Linked DNA regions of Rattus norvegicus: all the other regions are linked to region 1. The links are chromatin contacts, called in public Hi-C maps. All regions are on one chromosome and are shown on one strand. The core of a region is the stretch at or near the end of the contact, and the rest is flanking DNA. Distances in the headings are between cores, read along the strand shown. Region 1 holds the start of Susd6 (sushi domain containing 6). Region 2 holds the start of Srsf5 (serine and arginine rich splicing factor 5). Region 3 holds the start of Slc10a1 (solute carrier family 10 member 1).

Region 1 (4,036 bases), core at 686-3,185:
AAGGGTGGCACGTGTCCCGTGAACTTCCCTGTTAGTGGCCAAACTGCCACACATGGCCAGAGACTCACCTGTCCCCTCGGCAGACATAACCTGTCTGCATCCCCACTTTTGCTTCTTTCTTTTTCCCATGCATCCTCCTGTTTGGCACTGCCCAGGCTCTTCTTTCCTCTTTCCTCTTGTCTTGTCTCTCGGGTCTTCCTGCTAGGATCACAAGTTTTAGTAAGCTTTTTTTTTTTTTTTTTTTTTTTTTTGAGACAGGATCTTGCTTTGTCGCTGAGACTAGCCTTGTATTTGGAATCCTCCTGCCTCAGCCTCTTTCCCTGGTGCTGGAGTTACAGGCCGTCCAGATCCTGCCAGGCTGATGTTTTCCAACCCCAATGGTCTGTCTGGGCAGGTGTAGCTCCCTCAGACTGGGTAAGTGGGCAGGATGCCAGGTGTCTGTTTTTCCCAGAGGACCAAAGGGAAAAAGGTAAGAAATGTATCAGGGGTTTCTCCTAGGCCCAAGGGGGAGAGCTTTCTTTTTCTTTTTTTTTTTTTTTTTTGGTTCTTTTTTTTTTTGGAGCTGGGGACCGAACCCAGGGCCTTGCGCTTCCTAGGCAAGCGCCCTACCACTGAGCTAAATCCCCAACCCCGGGTGAGAGCTTTCAAGAGTGGTCCTCTACCTGTGAGTTGGGACCGTGGAAGGGGCTGAACATGACCCTTTTCACAGGGGGCTCCTAAGTCCATCAGATAATATAGATCTTTACATTATGATTCATAATAGTGCCAAAATTACAGTCATGAAGTAGCAACAAAAAATGGTTTTATGGTTGGGAGTCTCCTCTCCACAACACAAGGAACTGTATGAAGGGGATCACAGCGTTAAGGTTGAGACCCACTGCTCTAGAGGATGGCTGTGTTGTTGTGGAGGTAAATCAGAGCACCTTTATGGGATGCTTTCTAGGTGAAAGGCCCTGAGGTGTAACTTTGTTCAAAGTTCATCTGGCAAAAGAAGAAGAAACAAAACAAAACAAATCCCAGCCCCCACCTCCATCCCAGTAGATCTTAGGTAGGGCACTTGCCTAGAAAAAAAGAAAAGGAGCTAACAGGCCTGCTTAACTTATGAACCACTGATTTTCAAGAAGGAGTGCTTCCATATTTATTGAGCACCTCTGAGGCAGGCCAAGTACAAAGATCTAGGCACAAAGAGTCTTACTTTCCACTCTCATGTGGCCACCCCTCTGTAGTGAGAGGTCACTGTTAAATAGATGCAGCTGGGCAGTGCTCACTTTGCTCACCCGGGGGTGCTCATCTTAATGTATTTAAAAGCCACTTAAGGAGGCCCAGAAGCAGAGCAAAGCTAGGAGCCCTCCCTGGAATGTCTGTTTCCTCAATTTGAGATCTGCCAGGTGCTTTGGACAGCGCAGACATAGCATTCAGGGACATCCATTAAAAAGGTTCCCGAAGCCCACCCCAGCTTTATAGATTCAAAATGGCCGGATCTACATTTCCACACCCCCTAAGCCCCGTCGGGGCACTTTTGAGGTAGCTAAGTTTACACACCTTAACCTAGAGTACTGGGGAGATAATAACCTGCTTCAGAGATAGGTCAAGTAAACGATTCAAGACCTAAATGGGCAACGTGTGTGGAAGAGGCTCTCAAATAGCAAATGACAGTAATTAAAACATCCAAACAATAACAGTAAAAGAACCGGAGGCTAACTAGAGTCAGTATTAAGCCAGAGCAGTACCAGCCACTGTCTCTTTAAGGTTCCCCCAGCAACCCCCCCCAGGGGCGTGCCAGACAAGGTCAGAGGCGCGTGCGCGTGACTCCTCGGGGCGGTCCCAGCGGCGCGACGCCTGCGCTTGTTGCGTGCGTGCCTGGCCCCGCCCAGGCCTCGTCCCAGCCCTTCCCCCTCCGCGGGGCCTCCCCCGCCCGCGCTGTACAGCTGGGCCAGTGACGCTGGCGCAGCCACCGCCGCGTTCCATCCTCTGGAGTCGGTCACAGCTCGCGTCCTCCTCCTCCCTCAGCGCCCGGCAGCGTGAGACAGACCAGGGCACGCGAGGCGTCGCGGGGACCCGACAAGGAGTGCAGGCGGGCGCGCGCAGCGGCGGAGCGAGTTTGGCGGCGCGGGAGCTGCTAGCGTTCCCTTCCCGGAGGTCTCGGCGCCGCTCCCGGGTGAGTTGTCACCGCCGCCCGGGCCGGAGGGCCGGCTTTGTGTCAGCAGCGCGCGGGGCCGGTTGTCAGGGCACGGGCGGGCACGCACTTCGTCAGGGACGCGGGCCTCTGCGCGACCGCCGGCTCCCGCTCCGGCCGGTGTCAGCGCTGCTAGCCGCGTTGGGCCGCTCCGAAGGCGGCGTGGCTGTACCGGTGCTGGTGCCGGAGACCGGAGGATCAGATCGGGCTTGGCTGAGCGCGCTTGCAAGGCGGAGGCCCTTTCGCCCAGCGAAGCGGCGGTTCCGCACAGCGGGACAGGCTTGGCTGAGGTGGGTTTCCTGAGGAAATCTTGCAGCCGCTCGCCTGTGCGCGTGAGCGTTCTGGAGCCCCAGCGCCTGGTCGCCTCTTCAGTCGCAAAAACTTTTCTTATTATGTGGACCGAAACTCGCCGAAGCCATTTCCTGTTTTGGTTTGTTTTTAGTGCAACTACATATATAGGCTTTCTTGTGAGACTGATGAACTTTCTTTCTTGTGAGACTGATGATCCCTCACGGGACAGCCAGCGGGTGGAAAAACTTACCTGTAACGGAATTGAGAGGGCAGCAAGGCCCAGGATCCTAAAGAAGCATCAAGTTCATTGGGAATTTAATGTTCGTTCAGCAGAGGCCTAATGTTGTTGCCGCACACTTCTATGGTGACAAGGCAGTATGCTGCCCTTTGTTGCTCTTGCTGATTGGGGTTTGAAGTGCTCTGTACAGAGAGGTGCGGAGGCATCCTTTTCGGTTGAGCCGTGGGTGTTTTCTCCCTTGTAGATCTGCAGTGTCTTGCCACTTTTCACAGTGATCAATTCGGCTTTTGGTGTTAGAATCCCTTTTGGTGTTAAAAAAAAAAATCTCTCTCACACACACACACACACACACACACACACACACACACACTTTTTTTGTGCTCTGGGAATTCGACACCCAGGCTGTCACCATCTAGTGCAGACTAGTAGAGACATGCCCTTGGCACTGACTTCTTAGTTTTCTGAGCTTTGCATTTTTCATTTCATTCAAGTACATAGGAGAACTGTCTTGAGTTGGAGGTTGATTCCTGTACTTCAGTAAAGGAATAATTTCATAGAGCAGCCATACTGTGAAAAACTTTTTTTTTTTTTTTTTTTTTGGTTCTTTTTTCCGGAGCTGGGGACCGAACCCAGGGCCTTGCGCTTCCTAGGTAAGCGCTCTACCACTGAGCTAAATCCCCAGCCCCGAAAAACTTCTTGAGGGTTTATTGTGTACCAAGCTAAATTTATTTAGCGTGTGTGAATTCGAGTGTGTGAGCTTGTACACACACACACACACACACACACACACACACACACCCCATGATGCTGGTGAGGAGGTCAAAGAACAAATTGCAGGAGCCAGTATTCTACCTCCCAGCGATTGAACTCTGGTACTCAGGTCTGGTGATGAGTGCTTCTACACACACTATCTCACTGGCCCAAGTTTCACTTTTGATCTCATTTAATAATATTTGAGGAAGGTGGATATTATCCTTATTTTTCCAGTTGAGGCAGAAGCTATGCAAGTTAAAATAATGTAAGACCACAAACGTAAGTTCTGGAGTGAAGGAGATCCTTCTCAGAGCACTGAGAGGCTGTTTCTTTAACTATAAGCACCCCTAACTCTAGTCATGGTAGGTTACACAATACAACTTGTTCACCTCTTTTTTTTTTTTTTTTTTTTTTTTAATTTCATGTCATACACAGTATTTGATAGTTGTTGCCTGGATTTATAGATACTGGGATGATTAAAACTGAAACCAGACAGATCTTCATGGTGCTCAACTTCTAAGTTAGTTTACTTTGGTTTATGGTAGTTTTCATTACCGTTTGCTGCTTAAGCAACTTGT
Region 2 (4,116 bases), core at 795-3,294, 170 kb after region 1:
CAATATGGCTCTGGCTGATCTTGAACTTACTATTTAGAGCTGGCCACCTCCTCCCTCTACTACCAAACACTGGGATTAAAAACATCCCTATCCACCAGGCCTGGCTACTGTAAGCTTTCTTATCAACTCCTTACAGCTTCAGGGAGGGTGTGGCCTCAGGTCTGTGATGGATAATAAATGTTCTCTTAATCTGTGATCTCTGCATCTCTTCTCTACTAAATATCCATTATTTGTTTGAATGTCTTTGGAAAGGGTGCCCTTGCACCTAAAGAATGACATGGGAAAAATATTTATCCAAAAGCAGGTATATAGATAGTTACTCCCTCTTCCCCCAGACATTTCTGGTACGATACAAAGTTTTTTTAGTGTACATGATGTGTGTCTTTTTACATGCATGTGGAATCAAGTGTGTGTGTGGGGGGCGGCAGAGGTTAAGCTCCCTTGTCTTTCTCAGTCACTCTCCATCTTATATATTAGGGTCTTTCACTTGTTCTCAGATGTCATTGATTCTCCTAGTCCAGCTAGCCAGTGGCTCCTGAACACCATGCTGGGCTTACAGGTGGACTTCCATGCTGGCCTGGCACTTAAGTAGGTGCTGGGATTCAAACTCCTGCCGAATCAGCATCCTTTTTAACTCCCAAGCCTTCTCTAGTGAGCTCTTAAACATTTTATTTATCAAATGTATATTTTGTCTTAAATCCATCTTTAATTCCTCACACCAAAGATAACTACGTGTTTTTCTTAATGGACCCACCGTTGCTGTTTTTATTTGCTTTAAAAAAACTGAATAGACAAGCTTATCCCATCTGAATGAGGTCAGACCCAGGGTTGGTCTTCTCCTTCCTGAGCTATCAGTTCATTTCTCTGTGACCCTATTCTAGGTACATCTCAAATCTAGATGATGCTTTGCATTACAGATAAAAACACTAAAGAGAAGTACCCTTTCCACAACTGTCTTTATCATCAGCGTTTCTAGACCTCCCAACTTCACTAAGGAAGGCTGGATAGAGTTACAGATGTGAAGGGCACCATTCCATTTCTGAATAACTGTTGACTTGGGGTTTTTTTTGTGTGTGTGTTTTTGTTGTTGTTGTTTGTTTGTTTGTTTTTGTTTCCTCGAAACAGGGTTTCCCTGGCTGTCCTGGGCTTTGTAGATTAGGCTGTCCTGGAACTCACAGGACATACTCCTGTCTCGGGCTCCGGAGAGCTGAGATTAATGGCAGACACCACCACCTGAACTTTGAGGCCTGGACAGAAAGGAATAGACAACGGCCAGTTGGACTTAGAAACAACTTGAAATCTTTCCCATCTAGCTGAGCCCAAGACTGGCCCTAGGGATTCAACCCAGGAGTGTTTTTACCCCCAGTCTCAATTTCATCAAGTAAAATCCCTCTGTTAGCTGAAAACAACTCAGTTTCTGAGGCTCATCAGAACTGTCACAGCACTGAGAGAGGAATTCAGTAGAGGCTCAAAGAACCCTCTCTCCTTTAAGCACATTGGTAAGAATAACTTGCAGAAGGGGACCAAAAAAAAAAAAAAAAAAAAAAAAAAAACAAAACAAAAAAAACCAAAAAACCAAAAAAAACCCCAAACAAAATCCATGGACTTGATGCTCAGGCTAGTAATCCTGTCACTCTGAAGGCGGGACAGATGGGAGTTCTAGCTCAAGGCTAGCCAGGGCTGCTGAGTGAGACAACATGAATTTTTAAAAGAAACAGGTGTTTTTGCAAAGCCTGGGCTTCTTTTACTTGGTAATCTTCGAGGGAGCTAAGAAAAATCTTTGGACACATCTTTTCGTATCCAAAGATGCTCCACGGTGTATCAGTCGCGCCAACGGAGCGACCGTCTCTAACCACCGCCCTCCCACTACCCACAGACCACCCACTGCTTTCGCAGGGGGTCACCCTAAGGAAACCCCGCCCCACTAGGACTTCCGGCTCCGCGGAAACTTCTGTTCTAGGCTCCAACGGGGCGGTACCCGGGCTTCTGGAGCCGCCCTGGAAGTGACGTAAGGACGCTCCTTCCATTTTGTGAACGTCCGAGCTGCTAAGTGCGTCAGTTGTGGAGAGACGTAGAGGAGTTGAGTTCGTGTGTGTAGGGAGGCAGACAGCTCCGACGCAGACTACGGACCTCTCCAGGTCTCAGCCGTCAAAGACCCTGTCCGGTAGGTGAGTGGCTCGCTTTGAGGGCAAGGCTTCTCGGATCGAGGCTTCTTCATGGCCGCTCGGGTCGCGAGCGGCCGGGGCTTCGCTCTTTGCGGAGGACGGCGTCTAACAGAGCGCAGTTGATTGAGGTGGGCGCTGGGGCACGTCTCCCTTTTGGTGTTGCTTGAGGGGACACAAGGCGGAAGGGCGGGCGTGGGGGAGGGCGTTTATAGAGGGAAGCAGCGCGCCCCTCCCCGCCACCCTTAGGTGGTTCTTATCCGGTCCTTATGCTTGTACGCTGGTATCCGGCCTTGCCCGAGGCTGCAGTTCCTTATTGGCCTGCAGGCTCGGCGCCCAGGGCCCGGTTTGCCCGCGGCTGAGGGGGGAGCTCGGCTCGCTCGCTCCTCCCCCGCCGCAGACTCGGCCGTCGCCATTTTGTGCTGCGAACGCGCCCGTCGCCGACTGCGCAAGCTCGGTTGTGGCGTCGCGAGATTCCGGCTTGTGACGCTCGGGGAGGCCGGGACGCGGGCGCGGCCGGCTGCCATTGGACAAGGCCTTGCAGAGGGCGGGGTCGGCTTCACCCGTATTTCTCCGCCTTTCCTTAACTGCGGCAGATGGGAGGGGGCCCGGGAGCCGGGAACGGAGCGCGGCTGCGCAGTGTAGAAAGGTGGCAAGTGGGCGTTGCGGTTGGTGTGGAACCTGGGAGGGGGTCGTTTGGGAAGTTGAGTGTAAACTTGAAGTTTGAATGTGGGAGTCTTGAACGACTTCAGAGGTCCATGGCGACCGTGTTAGTAGAGTTGGTAAAGGTTTTTGGTTCTCTTTGACTGCTTGACTGAACCTTTTCCCCCTGTGCCATTCATTGACATTGTCTTGATTGAATTACTGCCTAACAGGAAACACTAGCCGGGGATCATGAGTGGCTGTCGAGTGTTCATTGGGAGACTAAATCCCGCAGCGAGGGAGAAAGATGTGGAAAGATTCTTCAAGGGTTACGGACGGATCAGAGATATTGATTTGAAAAGAGGTTTTGGTTTTGTGGTAAGTACTTCCAACTGAGTTGAATTATCTGTCAAGATGTAGGTGACCTAGTGGTGGCGGCAGCGGCACATGCTTTAGTCTCTGGTGCTTGGGAGGCAGAGGCAGGGCCGATTCACAGAGAAGCCTTGTCTCTAAAAAAACCAAAGTGGGTAGAGCTTTTGTGATGAGCAATGATTTTTAAACTCACTTGAGTCCACTTGAATTTTTTTTCCCCCAGAAAGATGATGGATGTGGCCAAACGGCAGTGGGTTCTATTAAGAATTAAAAGTAACTGCTGGCTGGAGTTGATTCCCAGTCGCTCCTAGATTAGGCTTATCCAAACACTTTTCCATGATTTTAATATGCTGTAGAATGCATTTCCAAAAGCTCTACCCAGTGTCCAATTCCTACATTTTAGGAATTTGAGGACCCAAGGGATGCAGATGACGCTGTTTATGAACTTGATGGGAAGGAACTTTGCAGTGAAAGGTAAGCAAGATTGGTTCATAACTAGTTCTCCAGGGAAGTAGAGCAGACTGGACATTGGAGTAAGTGCTCCTGTGTGTAGTGTATTAATGCACTTTTCACCTCGTAGGGTTACTATTGAACATGCTCGGGCTCGGTCTCGAGGTGGAAGAGGTAGAGGACGATACTCCGACCGTTTTAGCAGTCGCAGACCTCGAAATGATAGACGGTATGTGGTTTGGCTGATGGGGCTTAGGATAGGACCCATTAGAATTAAATGGTTCTCAGACTAGTTTGTCTAGTTAGTCCACATGCTGAGAAACTTGATTGGTAGAAGTCTCTAGAATCACTGTTTTGGCTTAAACTTGTCACATAGCATCTGACATTGAATGCTTACTTTTTTCTTCAGAAATGCTCCACCTGTAAGAACAGAAAATCGACTTATAGTTGAGAATTTATCCTCAAGAGTCAGCTGGCAGGTTTGTTGAAA
Region 3 (4,467 bases), core at 1,756-4,255, 190 kb after region 1:
GCTGCTCTTCCTGAGGACCAGGGTTCAACTCCCAGCACCCACACAGTGACTCAACCATCTATAGCTCCAGTTTCAGGGGGATCCAGTGCCCTCTTCTGGTCTCCATGGGCACCAGGACATACAAGTGTCTTTACATACATTCAGGTGAAGCATTCATACCTATAGATTTATTTTAAAAAGGAAAAGCAGCCAGGCATGGTGGCACATGCCTTTAATCTCAGCTCTTGGGAGGCAGAGGCATGTGGATCTCTGAGTTCGAGGCCAGCCTGGTCTACAAAGTGAGTCCACAGACCCTGTCTTGAAAAGTCAAAGCCAAAACCAAACTAAGCCAGCAAAAAGCAGGAAGCTGTGATGGCATGAATTTTTTCCTGTACAGTACATTAAGTCTGTTCAGAGAGGCCAGTGCCTTTGAGACTGGTAGGCAGCTTCCAATCACTCTGTCAATGAACAGGCTAGCTCTCAAGACATCTATAGACGCACCAGCTCTAAAGCCAGCCAGCCCCTGACCAGAGGTGCTAAGCCTTTCCTCATCTGTGAATGTGGTTGGTTATGGCACTCCCTCCTGTATGTTACCAATCCGTGTCAGTCGCCAAAACAAGGACCAGTGCAGGACGTATATACGGCGGACAACATGAGTATCGAGGGATTAAAACTGGACTTTGCTGGGGGAGGGGCTGGAGAAACGGCTCAGTGGTTAAGATTACTAGCTGCTCTTCAGCTGATTTGGGTTTGATTGCGAACACCCACGTAGCCATTCACAGCCATCTGGAACTCTAGTTCTAGGGGGATCCAGTGCCCTCTTCTGTCTCTCTTGGGTACTAGGCACACAGTGCAAAGAGACATACATACACATAAAAAAAAAAATAAGTTGGGGCTGGGGATTTAGCTCAGTGGTAGAGCGCTTACCTAGGAAGCGCAAGGCCCTGGGTTCAGTCCCCAGCTCCGAAAAAAAGAACCAAAAAAAAAAAAAAATAAGTTTAAAATTTGACTTTGTCGAAAAGAGTGTTTCGTGAGTGGTTCTCAGCATTGCTGCCATTGCTATAATATTGCACGTAGGAACTTTTCAGGACAGCTGGGATTGAAAGTCTGCCAGTGGGATCTGAGGCCTGGTTAATGTGTATGCGAATGACAGGTTTGCTTAGGAGGAAGAGGCTTTGGCAAACGGTGGCTGCACCAATGCTCCTGGTAGAGTCTGGGATCTAAAACCAAACACTGAGCACAGTGCAGGAGCCATCTCCTTGATCTTACAACAAGCTAGGTGCAGTGGGAGGCCTCCTAGGGCCTCCTAGTGGGGCTGATTAGAGAGGGGCATCATTAACAGCCACCAGTTGATGAGAATGTGATACTTGGTTACACTTAAAAACTTACCCGTTATCCTTCATGCTGTCCTATCGGCTGCTTCCACAGATACACAGATCCCCAGAGTGCCCCCTTTCTGACTAATGCGACTACGAATTCCTTCTGCACCAGAGCTGAGGTTTAACCTGGACATCTTGGAGACAGATAAGGCTTACAGGACAGCATGACTAATGTCTTGCCCCTCCTTCTAGTTGCCCTCATGCTGCCTTGCCTCATCAGGAGAGACTTCTTGGTTGGTTTTCCTTGTAAAGTTTAGTCACAGGCAAGGTGGCCACGGAACCAAGTAGATTGGCTTTGGGTTCCCTCCTTTACTTGACACTGAACGTCTCCACTGAGAGCAAGCCCAGAGGGAGACTGGCTTAAGTCCGAGGCTGTGTTTCTGTGGTGAGTTCAGCCATGGTGTGGGCTGCCCAAGCGAGCTGAGAGGGCCTTCTCTCCTGGGCATTCACTGCTGTTGGTTGCAGCTGTATGAAGGACAGATAATCCACCAAGCCTGAGGAGTCCGGCTCTTCAGAGTGAGACCTCACTGGTTTCTGGTCAGGATGTTCTAGGCTCAGGCTATTGTTAGCCTTTTCCCTGCTTGTTATACTGAGTGAAGCCCAGTCTAACCTGGGCAACTGCTGGGACCTCAATTCTACATGAGGTTTCTTTGGATGGCAATCTCACCACATCTGACACATCTGAAGGGTCTTAGCAGATACTCTGGATGCCCAGATACTGGAGAAAGAGCCTTTGGAATCTCTTCTCTGCAGGAATTTAAAATGTTTGTTTGGTTCCCAGTCACGTTGGCCTGCCTGGAGTGTTCTGGACCCATTATGGCCCCTTTTAGATTTTCAGTCTCAGAACTGATACACCATGTCACATTCAGCTGCCTGCAGTTCTGAGGTACTCTTTCATTGAAATCTCCTTTACAGTGGTCCTGTAGAGACTTCAGGGAGTTTAGGGGTGTCTAACCTACCTCTGGACCAGCTTAATGTTTTTTACTTGTGATTTTTAAAGCAAAGAAACTCCAGAGCCTGCCCCAACTTAGCATAAGCCTTTGGCATTCAACACCAACCTCAATCCAGCTCTTACACCCCCCTCTCCTAGCTCCGGCATAGATCTTCTCCAGATCATGACATCTTTGCAGCACCCCATGCCACACTGCTCCCTCCTAACCCTCTGTCCTACCTGAGGTTCATGTCCCCCTTCATGGCCAGGGTGAAGAGGTTGGACAAGTTCCCCCCGGGAGAGCAGCCACAGATGAGGATGGCCAGAGCTTCAATGTTGCTCAGGTGAAAGATCTTGCCGAGAAGAAAAGCAGCGAGGGGCATGATGCCAAACTGGGCCACCAAGGCAACGATCACCCCTTTGGGCTTCCACAAGTGAGCCTTGATCTTGCTGAATTCCATGGTGCAGCCCAGTGAGAGCATGATAAGCAGCAACATTAACACCAGGATGATGCTAAGCGCCTTGTCTGTGGCCCGGTGGCCAAAGCCAGGCGGCAGGGAGAAATTGAAAGGGGCTGATACGTTGTGCACCTCCATCCTCTGGCACAGCGAACACGGCCCTCGCTCTCTGCTGCTGTCCTTCCTTGCCCAGAGCTTGCTGGATGTTTTCTTCAGTCAGTCCCCTTTCAGGACAGAGTTTGTGGACAAAATGTGGCTGTGGGCAAATAAAAGATTAACCAGCAGAACCACAGTTGTGGTTATAAGAGCCCATAACCTTATGCCCCGGATCTCCTACCTTGCTCAAGTTTCCTGACCTCTGTGACTGCCTGGTGGCACTCATACCCAGCCCAGGGTTGACTCTTCCCCTTCTGCGCATACTTTCCTCATAGTGCTTCTGAGACCCACCCATGACCTGCAACAAAGCAGGTCTACTTTTCCCTTCAGTTCCTGCTTCAAGCTCGGTCTCTGAGGCTTCAGGCTGTTTCCTGAGTAAAGGTGCCTTCCCTATGCCCAGTGAGTCACCATCTGTTGTCAAGAGAAAGAGACTGTTTTGCCTTTGTTTTCCTCCTCTAAGTGGCAAAGGCTAGAGGGCCATGGGACAGGATGGGGGGATGCGGTGTTGCTGTCTTCAGGAGAGGATGTGGCCACGACTTTCTTCCTCTGACACCTTGTTTTGTGCCCATATCTGGAACGTACGTGTCCTGTTGGTGTTGGTATTGGTGTTGGTGGTGGGGCACCATGAATCCTTGAAAGACTTACTTATCTCCAGAGGGGGAAAAACTTTCTGAGGTGCACTGGGCTCTTGGAAGCCTGGAGACTATGCAAAGCACAGCTCACAGGAAGCTCCAGTTGTGAAGACCAACTAACTGGGGCCTGAGGTATCCATGGTATCGAGAAACTTTTGAGAAGGAGGTGAGGCTGTGTTAATCTTGAGATTTACCAGATAGGAAATTAATTCCACTATTTTGGGCCATATTTAAAGCAAGCTTTATTGACTGTTGAATACTGACCAGGACATGGGCTTCGGGCAGAACCAGATCCTGGAATGTTCCAGCTGAGTACCCCGAGGTACACATGTAGAGGGGTTTCTAAAGACTGATCTATGAACCACTTTCCCATGAGGCATTGTTATTTTTCCAAGAATGACAACTTCTGATCTTCTAGGAAGTTACCAGGTCCTTGGGCAGGTGGGGTGTGCACGCTCATTTTGGGCATTTCAGATGGGCAGTCTTTTCTTACGATGCTCCCAATGGCTTTATTTTTTTGCATGCTGCACCCTGTCCCTCACGATGGAAGCCAGGTGGGAGGCACACCTCAGCAGCAGCGTGAGAGAGGCAGGTACAGCCATCCTGGGCCTCACTCCCCCCCACTCACCTCAGCAGTGAGATAGAGTCGGTCTGTCAGATGTACAGTTTCCTCTCGGCTGTTGGGAACCCCTAGCCTTGTGGCCTTCTAATTGCTGAGATCTGGGATAATGCATAATCATTTTATTTTGGTCTTAACATGTAGCCCACATGGACTTGAACCTATGGTGCTCATGTCTCTTCCTTTCCCACGCAGAGTGAATAGGCTACTGTGGTTTGGGGTAGTGACAAGTTTGTGGCTTAGTGTTAATTACTTGGAAACAAGAGCTCCTTCACACTCTTGCTCTTGTAGGTTTGGTTCCCAGTATCCATGT

The links. Hi-C and Micro-C count contacts between places; a contact is called where the count stands out from the background.
Region 2: a contact with region 1 is called in a Hi-C map of mammary epithelial cells, with 1.9 times the contacts expected there. The contact joins the promoter of Srsf5 here to the promoter of Susd6 in region 1. A contact is called at or near these places in 3 of 12 Hi-C or Micro-C datasets (the A7r5 cell line, frontal cortex and mammary epithelial cells).
Region 3: a contact with region 1 is called in a Hi-C map of liver, with 4 times the contacts expected there. The contact joins the promoter of Slc10a1 here to the promoter of Susd6 in region 1. A contact is called at or near these places in 2 of 12 Hi-C or Micro-C datasets (the A7r5 cell line and liver).

Annotation. Positions count from the first base shown.
Region 1 is chr6:106,167,192-106,171,227 of GRCr8, forward strand. It overlaps Susd6 (sushi domain containing 6), which reads left to right and starts at 1,936. Exons shown (of 6, transcript NM_001398930.1): 1 at 1,936-2,158.
Region 2 is chr6:106,334,712-106,338,827 of GRCr8, forward strand. Srsf5 (serine and arginine rich splicing factor 5) reads left to right here and starts at 2,045. Exons shown (of 8, transcript NM_019257.3): 1 at 2,045-2,168; 2 at 3,038-3,182; 3 at 3,580-3,650; 4 at 3,757-3,855; 5 at 4,036-4,105. The coding sequence starts at 3,057.
Region 3 is chr6:106,354,939-106,359,405 of GRCr8, forward strand. Slc10a1 (solute carrier family 10 member 1) reads right to left here and starts at 3,006. Exons shown (of 5, transcript NM_017047.2): 1 at 2,530-3,006. The coding sequence starts at 2,885.